2 separate regions of the Gasterosteus aculeatus genome follow, and region 2 is linked to region 1. Evidence: chromatin contacts called from public Hi-C data. All regions are on one chromosome and are shown on one strand. Each heading gives the region's core, a stretch centred on a gene start, on an enhancer-like site or on the middle of the called end of the contact. The rest is flanking DNA. Distances are from core to core; before and after follow the strand shown.

Region 1 (6,543 bases), core at 1,971-4,470:
GTTTAAAACATGTAGAGAGATTAAGAGAGCGAGGGTTTCGTTTACGAGAGACGGAGCAGGCGCTCAGATGTTTTACCGTGGAATTTGTTGTCAGCGAGGCGAATGACCACCCACGACATACCGCGGTTGTTTATAGTCTCCAGATCAAGAGTGGATTGCCCAATATCCAGATGTTTTCCATGTCATAAATGCAGCAGACACATAGCAGGGTACGTTGCGCATGACACACAGGTTATGAATGGGAGGAGGCTGCTGCGAAGAGTTCGGAGAGAGGTGGAGGGAGATGAAAGCCAAAAGGGAAGGAGGGAGATACAGAGGTAGAGGAGAGAGCGCACATCTGGAAACAATCGCAAGAGTGCACATGTGCCTCAGCTTTAAAAGAACAACAAGTCCTCAAAGTTGTGCAGGAACCTGTCTATATCACTGCCACATGAGGGGCCACCTTTGTGCATACTTTTAGGTAAAACATCTCCACTGTTCACTGAGATGGATGCCTATGGACGGCAGAGAGTAACGTGTCATTACTCCTCATACTGTTATGTAACTTCCACCTGGGGAAAAGAAATCACTCAGTAACCACATGACAATGTGCAAAGAGGACTGCAAATTGATAGTTTTCCTTTGTATAAACTCAGAGTCAAAGACATGTTAAGTACCTATTTGATACCGTGTGACGTTCTGTTGTTACATAGCTGCCACAACCCTGCAAGACAATGTTATGCAAACTATTTTTCAGACTAATTAAATCAAGGTTTCCATTGCGGCTCTGATAGAAAATTCTTGTAATAACTTTCCATAATCGTGATGGATAAATGTGGCAACTTCCCAAAGGCAGTCCTCTGATGATGTGGCATTGCTTGTATGAGTTAAGAGTCATGCAAGCAAAACAAAATACATTTACATTGGTTCCTATACAATAATTAAAATGATTTCAAATACATTAAGAGTCAAAACAAAAAATGAAATTCCCTGATTGCACTGCGCTGACCAGACCTGTCTCTGTCTTAAGGCAAAGACTTTACAAAGCTCACAAAAGAAACCAGAACACATTCAATAAACAATCATCACTTAATTTTATTGTCTGTTGTAAGGCATCTTCCCTGAGAAGGACAGCAGTCATTTCACGGTTTGGGATAAATAAGATCAGATGAAGAAAAAAATGGCTTTGGCGGGAACAGAGGGCATTACTCAGACATGAACTCGGCATTTATGGCCAAAGGGCTTCTGAGTAATCAAGTATAGCATCATGAGATTGTTTGGTTAATAGTCAACATTCTTTTGTCTCATCCAAGTGCTTGAGTAGGCATCACGGCTCTTCACTTATTTAGCACGTGACCGAGTTTTTGAAACTTTCGTATCTCACTAGAACCTGTTGAGAAAGTCCTGGTAGGTTTGTCTGTGAGCTGATGCGGCAGGGACGAAATGGCCACCAGGATGTGTCAAAACCTGCGGGTCTTGGAAGGAGAGGAGGAGCTCCCTGCTCATGCTGTCGGGGATAACTCGGTCTTCCAGTCCAAACACATGCAGGGAGGGGATCTCAAGTGGAGAGTTATAGAATCGTTTGTGCTCCTCACACGCGCTGCGGAAACCGGCGACGAAGATGGCGAAGCGGAAGCTGAATTCCGGCTCCAGTTTTTGCTCCTGAAGGAAGCACAACATGGCTACAAAAGCTGCTCCCTGACTGAAGCCCAGGATGCCATCGAATGGACCTTGGATCCGCACAGCTTCCCGCACGGCCTTCACGCTCTCATCGAGCCCCAGGCTTTCCTCACACTGCTGCAGAGCGCTGAAACTCCGGGCCTGGACATCAGAAAACCACCAACCCTTCGGGTCCACGTTGCCGTTCTCTTTCTCTGGAGCTTCTGACAGGACAGAATAAGACGGCGGTTATCCTACTGACTTTACATGTTCCACAATTGAAAGGGGGGACCGAAGCATTTTTATTCTCTGAAAGTTACTCCTTACATTTTTTTTATAATCTGTAGTTATTCTTCGTATTTTAGTAGAAATTACAACATGCATGATTCAATAAAATGCAGTTGATATTTGTTAAATTGTTTGCACAGAAGAAGATGTGATTTTCAGATAAATTGGTTTATTAATGCTGTTAACACTACACATATTAGGAACGACTTAAATTAACTTAATCCCATTTCATTATTATTAATTCATTAATTCATAGAAAGTATTTAGTAACGCCGTACGCGGCAATCCTTAAAGGGAAAGCGACCTTTCACTGACAGGTCAACTAACGTTAGCCGTGTCGAACCTGCACCAGCAGGCGGCTTTGGTTGAAGGCAGCAGCGGAGAACGACTCACCTTCCCCCCCGGCTTCCTGCACACAGTGCGGCGCGCTCAGGTAAACGAGCTCCGCGTGTTTCTTCAACAGCTTCCGCAGAGCTCCCGTCTTCTCCCGGAAAGAGCCGCCGTTCTGACGGTAACCGTGGACGCACAGGACACGGAGAGGTGCCATGGAGGAGTTAGCTTAATGTTAGCGAACGTAAGCTAACTGGTTAAGCCAGGGGAGGACGTTTTAATCACAGTTCAGATAATATTAACTTTAATAGCGGGACATACGAACAACAACTCGTTGGGATAAAAACAAACCGCTTTCATTGGCCGTTGGGAATTACAGAGACGAAGAGTTGTGCAGCTATAGAATGGCGCAAGTTCAACTCGTAAAGTCAGCCGGAAATAAATAAAAAGTACTTCCCTATATAAATTTCAAAGTAAAACCCTAGTTTCTAAGGTGACTGAAATGTTGCATCTCATCCCCACTGTATGACACAAATAATACAGTGAGAGATGAATATATAGCCAATTACCTTGAAAATTGAAAGTACTTATTTTATTTTATAGTCAGTACTGTTGACCCATGTTCCTGAAGAAGACAACCTGCATGCTTGACCCTGACATGTGCCCAAACAGCCCTCAGTCTGTTTCTCATCACGCACACTCCGTGACCGTAGTGGCTCAAAGTGTCACAAGTTTTGACAGCCTTTCAAATCAAACTTTTTTTCCTGTACGTCACAGTTTGCCTGCTCTGCTTTTCCCGCCGGAGCAGCTCGGATTAACAGATTGATAAACATATGGCTGATCCTTATGATGCAGCGATCATGCAGCTAAATGACTTTAATCTTGTGTTGACTTAATGAATGGAAGAGTTTTGATGACATGATGTTTTCGCAGGAAATTATATGTTATTATATTACATTCGCATCCTATTTTATAATATCAGGACAAAGATTTGTCAATTAAAGAGTTGAAAAGAAATAAAATATGTCTTTGTGTCTATATACGTACATACATACATACATACATATGTATTTCTGTTTTTTGTCAGAATTATTTGGACAGAAGTTTAACCATTAGCATTTTTGCTTTTGTATGATAAAGTTTGACTCATTGTTAACTGGTGAGAGGCTCACTTCTAAAGACTCAGATGAGAATGTCTCTTGATGTGATATTTCAGGCGAGCCAGGTGATATAGAGCAGCTATTGAAATTTCCATTAGCTGCAACAACACAAAAGAAAAGAAAAAAACTCACAAGGAACTTTCTTTCCAACGCAGATAAAAGTGAAATGCTAATACCGAGCTCCAAGAGTTCACTTACCAGACTCCTTTTCTGCTTCAGTGGCAGCTCTCCCAAAGGACTCTGTGAAAAAAGACAGACATGATCCAGATTCCCTTTTGACAAAAATAGAAAGGCAATATCCCACACATCATTATGTCACTTCAAAATTGTATGCAGGAGTTGGCATTTAGCCGGTCCTCCTAAGGTTTTGTGGATGGCCCAAAGCAGTGACAACGATTAAAAAAAGGAATGGATGAAAGTTTAATTAGGTTCGGCCGGCGATGATGTATCACGCGTTGCCCGTGTTTTCCAAGGATTCCTGACATTTAAAAGCGTCGACTAATCTTTAAAACGGCCTACTTTGCTTTTTCACCGACACAAAAACAAATAATATATGTAGCTCTGGGGCACACCTTCTTTGTTTACCGAGACATTTTGTGAGCATTTGTGTGAAAGCGCTGCAGGGTCAGGGTTTACCCAGCTGGGATATGATATTAAAGCTGAGAGGATTGCTACAGTTTCATATGTTTGGCCTGGAGGGGTGGCAAGCTTCTAATTCAGGGACACGGTTTCCATTGCTTCTTTGTCAGGCTCTTTGACGACGAGCGCCAGCTTACTTTGATGATGTTTTTGGAGAGGTCTCTCATACAGGCTCCCTCAATTAGGTCTTTTGTAGCCGAAGGAGCGCACGTGTTGCTTTGCTGTGGCGCACATGCTAATTAGGGAAAGTGTCAAAACACCCAAGAGATAAGGCTCCTGTTGATGTTCTCCTGCACTGGTGAGGAGCCATGTGTCCTTCCCCCAGGGAGGCGGAGAGAGAGAGAGAGAGAGCGAGAGAGCGAGAGAGAGAGAGAGAGAGAGAGAGAGAGAGAGAGAGAGAGAGAGAGAGAGAGAGAGAGAGAGAGAGAGAGAGAGAGAGAGAGAGAGAGAGAGAGAGAGAGAGAGAGACCTTTGCTGGTGGAGACAAACTGCTTCCTTGTTTTGTATTTTTCATTCTTTCTATTATTGGTTGCAACATAATTTCTCCTTGGCTGTCCAGGCTCCACAAAACTCACGTGGATCTTAAAATGTGACAATATAACAATAAAGAACTTGCACCATCACATCCTTACATATAAATAACAACATGTTAAACTAGACTTTCACCATAAACTTCTGTATTAATTATCTTAATTGCAACATGATATAATGTATAACCCCTAAAGTATAATACATAACATAATCTACATTATTAGTTACATGAAGATACATACATCACTTAAATCAGTGGTCCCCAACCACCGGGCCGCACCACAGAAAGCTTATATATTTATTTTTTATGACAAATCTTTTATTTTGAAAATTGCCCGGATTTTCTCCTAATTATGTACGCTCGTCCCTCTGACATATTCCCCACGCGTCACCAGGCGTTTTTCTTGTCCTTTTACCGTGCTCGGCAGTTTCGCCGACCAGCGAACACAGAGCGCGCGACTACTACACCCCCCCGTCGGACCATCTCGACCGGTCCGCGAAATATTGTCTGACATACATCTGCCACCGGAAGTCAACAGGTCGATAATGAGCCCTGCATATGATCAAAGAACCCTTTAAATATCTAAATATATGTCCAATCAAATTTGGATCAGAATATTTGAGAAGTTAAGCAGTGATTCAAACAATCGAAATATATAAATCACTTTCTGTTGTCAGCGAGGCAGACAGGCAGTCCTGTGGAAAACTGTCAATTGTGTTAATGACTGTAGAATGGCCACAGGCAAAGGTAGACAGCGTGGCAAATCTCTTTTCACAAAGAAAACTTTAAAAAGTGACCACTTACGGTTGTGGGGTCAAATCAGGTCGCCCCTCTTGTAGCCCACAGGGGGGCAGTGGTGCACTGTGACTTCAGGTTGTATGATTGAATCAAACCTCAAACCTGACTGGCCGCCAAATATTACCAGCAAGCCAAACCTACCGGTGTGTGTTTGAACACAAGAAGACCAATCCACAGCAAGCAATTACACAGAATAATGATTGGGGGGGTAGTCGTGCATAATAATTATAATAAAGTATTTGGGAAATTCAGAAAACCCTGTGCACTGAAATGGAGAATTAAACAATCTAAGAAAAATCCTATATTCATTATCACTATGAAGTCAGCTGCTGATGTACTGCAGGATACAGTCCGGATGATTATGGAGGACACACGGGTTAAGCTTCCCAGGCAGAGCCAAGAACCGAATGAGTGGTGGGGCCGTTGGGTCATGAGGGTCAGAAAAGCCTGCAGGTTTTGTCTTCCAGTGGAAGATCTTTGCTTCTCTCCTCTACAATGACATTAATAGAGACCCTGACATTCTGCCTCGTGATCTGTGCATTGTGTTTGCACATAAAGGAGGACAGAGAGGAGTATGACGAATGTCCTGTCTGCTCCGGATCCTCCATGGAGCTGCTGATGTGGGCCATACGTCGTGTGAATGCCCCCTGGAGAAAAGCAGATGGATGAAATGAAACTCACCTTTATGCTTTTAGGAATTGTTTTATTTTTTAAGTTATGTTTGGAGAGATACCACTACGAGTCTTATCAAAACAAGTCTGGTGCAGAAGGCAGCTTTGTTGCTTGGTTTGACAGGTGACAAATATCAACACGTGGTTGGTCACAGGTGAGGCAGCGGAAATGTAATGTGCATGGAAATGTGAAACATAGTTGTCCTTATTTTGTTGTGCCCTCCTATCCTGTTTATCTGTGTGACACTAATGTTTTATGGTTAATATTACTGCTGTGCCCCACTAGGCTAATCATAATCCATTAGTGAGATCATCTGTGTGAGAGAGGGAGACAGACAGACTGAAGCTAATCTGTAGTCCCCTTTTATGAAATCACTGGAATAATCCTTTAACCATTTGACTCACTGACTATTTATTTTTGGTATTTCCCATGAAATCTAAGAGCCGGAATTTATTCAAAGCATTTAGTGCAACGCAGTTTGACTGA
Region 2 (6,044 bases), core at 1,615-4,114, 140 kb after region 1:
CCTCTGTGTCCATTGTTTTCCTGTGATTAAAAATGATTTTCTCTTTGTGTACTACTTTACATCAGCCTCATAGTACTCTCTTGTACACGGAGGGCACTGGTTTAGCGGTTGTATATTCTTGCTATAGCTAGAATGTCAGTGCAGTAATCAGTGAGTCTGTGCTTGAGAGACACAAGTCACCTCCATTGAATTTGCTTGCGGTATAAAAAGTTGGGGGAAAACCAGACCGACAAGTTGAGGCTCACTTATTCTACTGCTCCAGTCAGGAAAAACTAGAATATACTCAAAATGTACCACCAGATCTTCCAAAATATGATTGTGCTGAAAGCTAACATTTGTTAGATATTCCTTTCAGAGTTTATTGGATTTTTCTGGCTGACTACAATGGGATCAATGTATCAGAGATGTAGCAGCACCGTTATTGTTATTATTACTAAACATAAGCACGTAACAGCATACAAAATCTTCGACGTGTTACTCACTGGTGGAGGATCTGGGTACTGCTGCCGGCGAAGGGGATGTCGGCACAGAAGGACGTGAGCTGGGCTTCTGCGGAGAGCCTTTCTTACCTGCAAGTTGAACAACCACCATGAGAGAACTGCAAAAGCTCCTTATCACCGTTCCCAACTACATTTTAAAAACACTAATACCTGTTGTATCATATGAAGTTGGATTCCCAATCCTCCCTCCAGTTTCCTCGGCTGATTGCAGGATCTCCATATCCAGCACAACCACCACACGCCTGGTAGAAAGTTACAAACATGCCAAAAGAGGATTAGATGCAACAGTTAGGCAAGGCAAGGCAAGGCAATTTTATTTGTATAGCGCTTTTCATACACAAGGCAGACTCAAAGTGCTTCACATCATAACATTTCATACAATAGTGAAGTGAAGTAAAATAAAATGCAGGAATTAAAAGACAATTAAAAACAGCAAATAAAATTATAAATTAAAATCTTATTTAAATGGTTTAATTAAAGGCAGAGGTTAAAAGTGCAATGTAGGTCAAATTTAGCAGAAGGCGAAGCTGAACATAAAAGTTTTCAGTCTTGTTTTAAACGTGGTCAGAGTTGGGGCAAGTCTTAAATCTTCAGGAAGTTTATTCCAGCTGTTTGTTGCGTAGTAACTAAATGATGCTTTCCCATGATTTGTATTTAATGGGATTCACTAACAGATTGGTGTCAGAAGATCTAAGTGATCTTGAAGGCTTATGTAGTGGAAGCATATCAGTGATATAGTTTGGCCCTAAACCATGTAGTGATTTATATGTGAGCAGTAGGATTTTGAAATTAATTCTCTGACATACTGGGAGCCAATGTAAGGATTTAAGAATTGGTGTAATGTGCTCACATTTTTTGGTCTTTGTTAGAACTCTAGCAGCAGCGTTCTGAACAAGCTGGAGCTGCCTGACAGTTTTTTTTGGAAGACCTGCCAGGAGACCATTACAATAGTCTTGCCTACTAGTTATAAAGACATGTACAAGTGTTTCTAAGTCTTGAGCTGACATTAGCCCTTTAAGTCGTGCGACATTTTTGAGGTGGTAGTAGGCCGATTTTGTTACTGATTTGTCTGTCCAAGTGTAAATCTGAATCCATAATAACCCCCAGATTTCTGGCTTTATTTGATGTTTTCAGGGACAGAGAGTGAAGGTGTTGGGTTACTTTAAACCTTTCTTTTTTAGCACCAAATACAATGATCTCAGTTTTGTCGGCGTTAAGGGGAAGGTAGCGTGAAGTAAGGACATGCAAATGAAAACACATACCTGCCATCTGCTAACGTGTTGTTGATGGTCTTCTTCACCACACACACACAATTAGGTTGCAGGAGGTTCTCTTCGTGCAGATGGTTCATTTGTGTAGCCAACAGGAAGGCTACATACAAACACATACAAACGTCTTCATGCACAGTGGAAAAGGATCATCTTGTCCTTTATTGGTACTTGATTCATTTACGAGGAGCAAGTTTGCTTAGCACTACTTTTGTTCTTTATAAATGATGGCATTACTGGCCAAACAAAAGGCCGACATTTTATCAGCTACAGCAAAATACTCACAAGGCGAAGAGTGCTGGCCATCACTCATTAAGAGCCGGAACCGGGACGGACCAGAACTGTTTGAAAGCTGACGGATATTCTGACCAACACAGAGGGAAGGAAGGATTCTATAAGCCAAAAACCCAGGACAATTATGCCTGATATTCTTCATTGGACAATTCATTCATGCAATAGTGAATTATAATATACTGTGTACGTAACACATACATCACAGTAATATTAGCAAAATAAAGGGTAATCTTCACTAACTTTCTTTTTTTCAAGTGGACTTTTAAAATCGACTTACCAGCAACTGCAGAATGATGTCACTGTCCGCTTGCGGGCTGTTGATCAGTGCCTACACAACGACACACACACACGCACACGCATTAGCGTCTGCTGCCTGGCCACATTCTGTCCCATCACAATGGCATAACATGCTACTAACAAGCCACTAATTACATGGTTTCAGCGCAACCTGCATTTATTTCACCTCGCTAACACAGAAACGTGGCAGTCTGGTCGGTTAAAGGCAGCGCTAGTGCCGATTCAGCCGTGAATGATCTCGTTAGCTCGCGTGGCTAACAGCTGTAATCGGCAGATAGCAGAGCTGCGTTGCTAAGTACTAGAAGCTGGTATCTCAGGTAGAGAAAGACGCACGGTTTATATTCAGTTGTATGTGTTGTTACGCTTACTTCAACTGCTCCCTTTGTGAGTTCAACACTCATGTCTCCCGGTACTGTAGTTCTCAAAGCGAGCAGACTGTAGCTTTATTTATGTTTAGTCGAACTGAACGTGTGCAACGTATCGCGAGAAAAGCGAAATAAAACGTTATTTACGGGAATCGCTTCCAAACCGGATATGAAACATTCATGCCTTCAAAATAAATGTGTAAATAAGCATGGTAGTCACGATGGCTTCTCGATGAAAAATTGGAAAAGTAACTTAACTCCACTCGAGGCTACAAATGTATTTTTATAAAACACTCGGGGTATATTCTGAAGGTTGTGGTGTCAAACTCGCTTTTCATTCACGCTAACTTGACCGCGTGCTCCTTGGCCGTGCAACGGAAACTAACCGTGGATCCGTCCCGCGTGGTTTACTTGTAGATCGCGGAGAACGTGATGGATTTTCCTTGCGTTCAGTGGCAAGATCATGTGGCCCAGAAATGGATCGGACTCGACCCCCAGCTGAAGGACACGTTAACATCCCAGCCTGAAATTGATGATCTTTTCAAATGTGCTCTTACTCTGACAACGTGAGTAGCTAACGTTAGCTTTTCTGAACAATCTGAGAAACAAGGGCCCTTTTTTCTAAATAACTTTACAGCCTTTGCCGACAATAACATGGCCAATATGAGCGATGGTTTGCACAACTCGTCTAGTAATAAACAGACGCACATTAAACCTAGCTACCCTGCTGCTAGCAGAAGGTTTTTTTTAACACTTCTCCATTTCCGTTTCATAGTCAAGATGATCTGGGCTTCTTGGAGTCGATTTCTTTGGGATACTGCGCACAAAAGGACGCAGAGCTGGCAGCCAAATGCAGAGAGAGGGGCAACTCCAGCTTCAAGAGCAGAGACTACGCTGCAGCCGCTCTGCACTATTCACAGGTCAAATGAACATATTATTATTATTATTATTATGTTGCCCCACATGCAACTTAAACTTCAGTGAAGCACTGGATCATGGCAGAGGCCAGTCTTTAATCGCGTTAACTGTAATTATAATATAACGTTGATGCAATTTGGAGTACTATGCACTAATATCCATCTTCTCTGTGTCCTGTCATGACAGGGCATTTGTTTCGCTCCTCAAGGTTCGGATCAGCTGTCCCTGTGCTACGCCAACCGCTCTGCTGCGCTCCACCATCTTCAGCACCACCAGGTTCCTCACAGCTACACAATGTGTTGTACTATTGGTGGCATTAAAACCCGCTTCTTATTTAAATTTGATATATATTTGCAGGACAGACCCAGTCTGTCTGCAAACAGCGTGTGTCAGGAAGCAGCTCTTGGCCCACAGTACATAGATGATGACTCGCAATAGTTTAGCTGATTTTCACAGCATCACCCTTTTCCGGAAACCCATGAAATATCATCTATAATACCTCATTTAAATGAATCCTTTCAGCCACAACTTGATTTCACCAATTAATCTCTTTTGTCTTTTTATCTGTTAAGCGATTTAGCCCCATAGAAGTAGTAGCAACAGCACATAAAAGTGCCTGGAGTGTTTACAGATAACACTCTACCCTAATCTAATAGATGGTTTGACTTTTGATTGGTTTAAAAACGAACATGCTGAGTAAGTTTGAATCAAATCAAATTGTCAGTTGTCTTAGATTTTGTAGTCACTCACATTCCAGTATGTCTGTTTTTTTTTCTCCCAGGAATCCCTTGATGACATTGACCGTGCCGTAAAGAACAGCTACCCCTCTCATCTTTTACACAAACTAGAGGACCGTCGCACGTCATGCCTCAAGCACCTCTCTGGAGGTGAACGGGCAAAAAAGGATCATCGCCGTCCTGCCTCAAAGAGTCCCAAACCTCTAGACGGAGTGGAATTTGGGATTCGTCCTCGAGCTGCTGTTGGCTTCACTTCGGAGAAAGGTCGACACCTCGTGGCTGCAGAGGGTGTAGCAGCTGGGGAAGTGCTCCTGCATGACAGGCCGTACAGCTGTGTCCTCATACCAGGAATGGAGGAAGCGAAAGGGAAGGGCGGAGGAAGGCGGCACGCGGAGGCGGCGGTGTTGTTTGGAATGGAGCACAGGCGCTGTCACAGGTGTTTGACTGAAACGCTGTGTCTCGTGCCGTGTGAGATGTGCAGCTACAGCCGGTACTGTTCCATTCCCTGCCAGCGAGACGCCTGGGAGGAGCACCACCGCTGGGAATGTCCGCTGGCAGCGGATCTGAAGGCGATGGGTGTGATGTCACAGCTCGCTCTGAGGGTGGCTCTGAAGGCGGGGTTAAAAAACATCAAAATTGCTCGGGTTTCAACCGGAGACGAGCACAAAAGGTCGCAGAGCTCTCCGAACGGAGAGTCCAGTGGTTCCGACCCGCGCCTCTCGAATCAACCCGATCCCTGCACCTCATACCACGGGGACTCTTACCCGAGCGTGTTCCACCTGCAGCACCACCTGAATCTCCATGGCCCCGAAGTGCGTTTCCTCTGTGCGGTTACCATAGCAACACTTTTACTAAAGATAAGTAAAGCAGGACCCCCGCCCCCCTCCCGGGACCTCGGTAGACTCTTGGGGGCGGACAGCCAATCACCAGAGAAGGAGGGAAGCGCCGCGGATTGGAGCGCGAACATGTGGCTGCTGGGAAGTGCAGTTCTGAGGCACGTCCTGCAGCTGAGATGTAACGCCCAGGCCATCCTCACGCTGCAAGACACAGGTTGAGAAATTCACAAGTGAATCTTTCCTGCATGTTCTTGAGTTGCACAATGACCTATTTACTTTCTTATTCCTCCACCGTCCAGGAGCAGCAAACTCACCAGTTCAGTCCAGCAGCGAAATCCGCATTGCAACGGCAATATTCCCAACTCTCAGTCTTCTGAATCACTCCTGCTGTCCCAACACCAGCCTGCGGTTCAGCACTGGAACCAGTGTGTCTGCAGACTGCAGCGAGAGTGTGACTGAGTACGGAAGCACAGCCCGCGGAGTCACTGTGACTGTCAGAGCATCCAAAGCTATCCCTGCAGGACAAGAGATCCTGCACTGCTATGGTAAGAAAACAGGGTAACCGGCTACTTGTGAAACAATCCGGTCAAAAAAGGGGGATGTCTTTCAACTCGGACTCCGGTCTTGCATCTCAACTCGCCAATTGGAATGTAAACAGTGACCAGTTCCCAGAGAGGCTTTGCTATAATCCCAGACATATAGGTCCTTGCCCCCCTGAGGCTTATCCGCCATCGGACCGGCGGGATTGAGTTTAAATGTGGTCTTCTTCATTTTGTCTGACAGCCATCCCTGATGCAGCACTTCCAGACATCGCCTCCCACTTTAATGA

Evidence for each region. A called contact is a pair of places that touch in the nucleus more often than the background predicts.
Region 2: a Hi-C map of skeletal muscle shows a contact between it and region 1, with 12 times the contacts expected there. The contact joins the promoter of LOC120822229 here to the promoter of ovca2 in region 1. A contact is called at or near these places in 4 of 6 Hi-C or Micro-C datasets (skeletal muscle, tail fin and whole body).

What each region holds. Positions count from the first base shown.
Region 1 is chr7:23,048,114-23,054,656 of fGasAcu3.hap1.1, forward strand. It overlaps ovca2 (OVCA2 serine hydrolase domain containing), which reads right to left and starts at 3,221. Exons shown (of 2, transcript XM_040182656.2): 1 at 2,320-3,221; 2 at 1,057-1,862. The coding sequence starts at 2,473. The coding sequence ends at 1,363.
Region 2 is chr7:23,190,132-23,196,175 of fGasAcu3.hap1.1, forward strand. It overlaps LOC120822229 (replication protein A 70 kDa DNA-binding subunit), which reads right to left and starts at 2,865. Exons shown (of 16, transcript XM_078106542.1): 1 at 2,728-2,865; 2 at 2,340-2,390; 3 at 2,054-2,132; 4 at 1,763-1,871; 5 at 651-742; 6 at 483-569. The coding sequence starts at 2,760. It overlaps smyd4 (SET and MYND domain containing 4), which reads left to right and starts at 2,866. Exons shown (of 10, transcript XM_040181724.2): 1 at 2,866-3,290; 2 at 3,500-3,644; 3 at 3,829-3,918; 4 at 4,424-5,429; 5 at 5,515-5,760. The coding sequence starts at 3,157.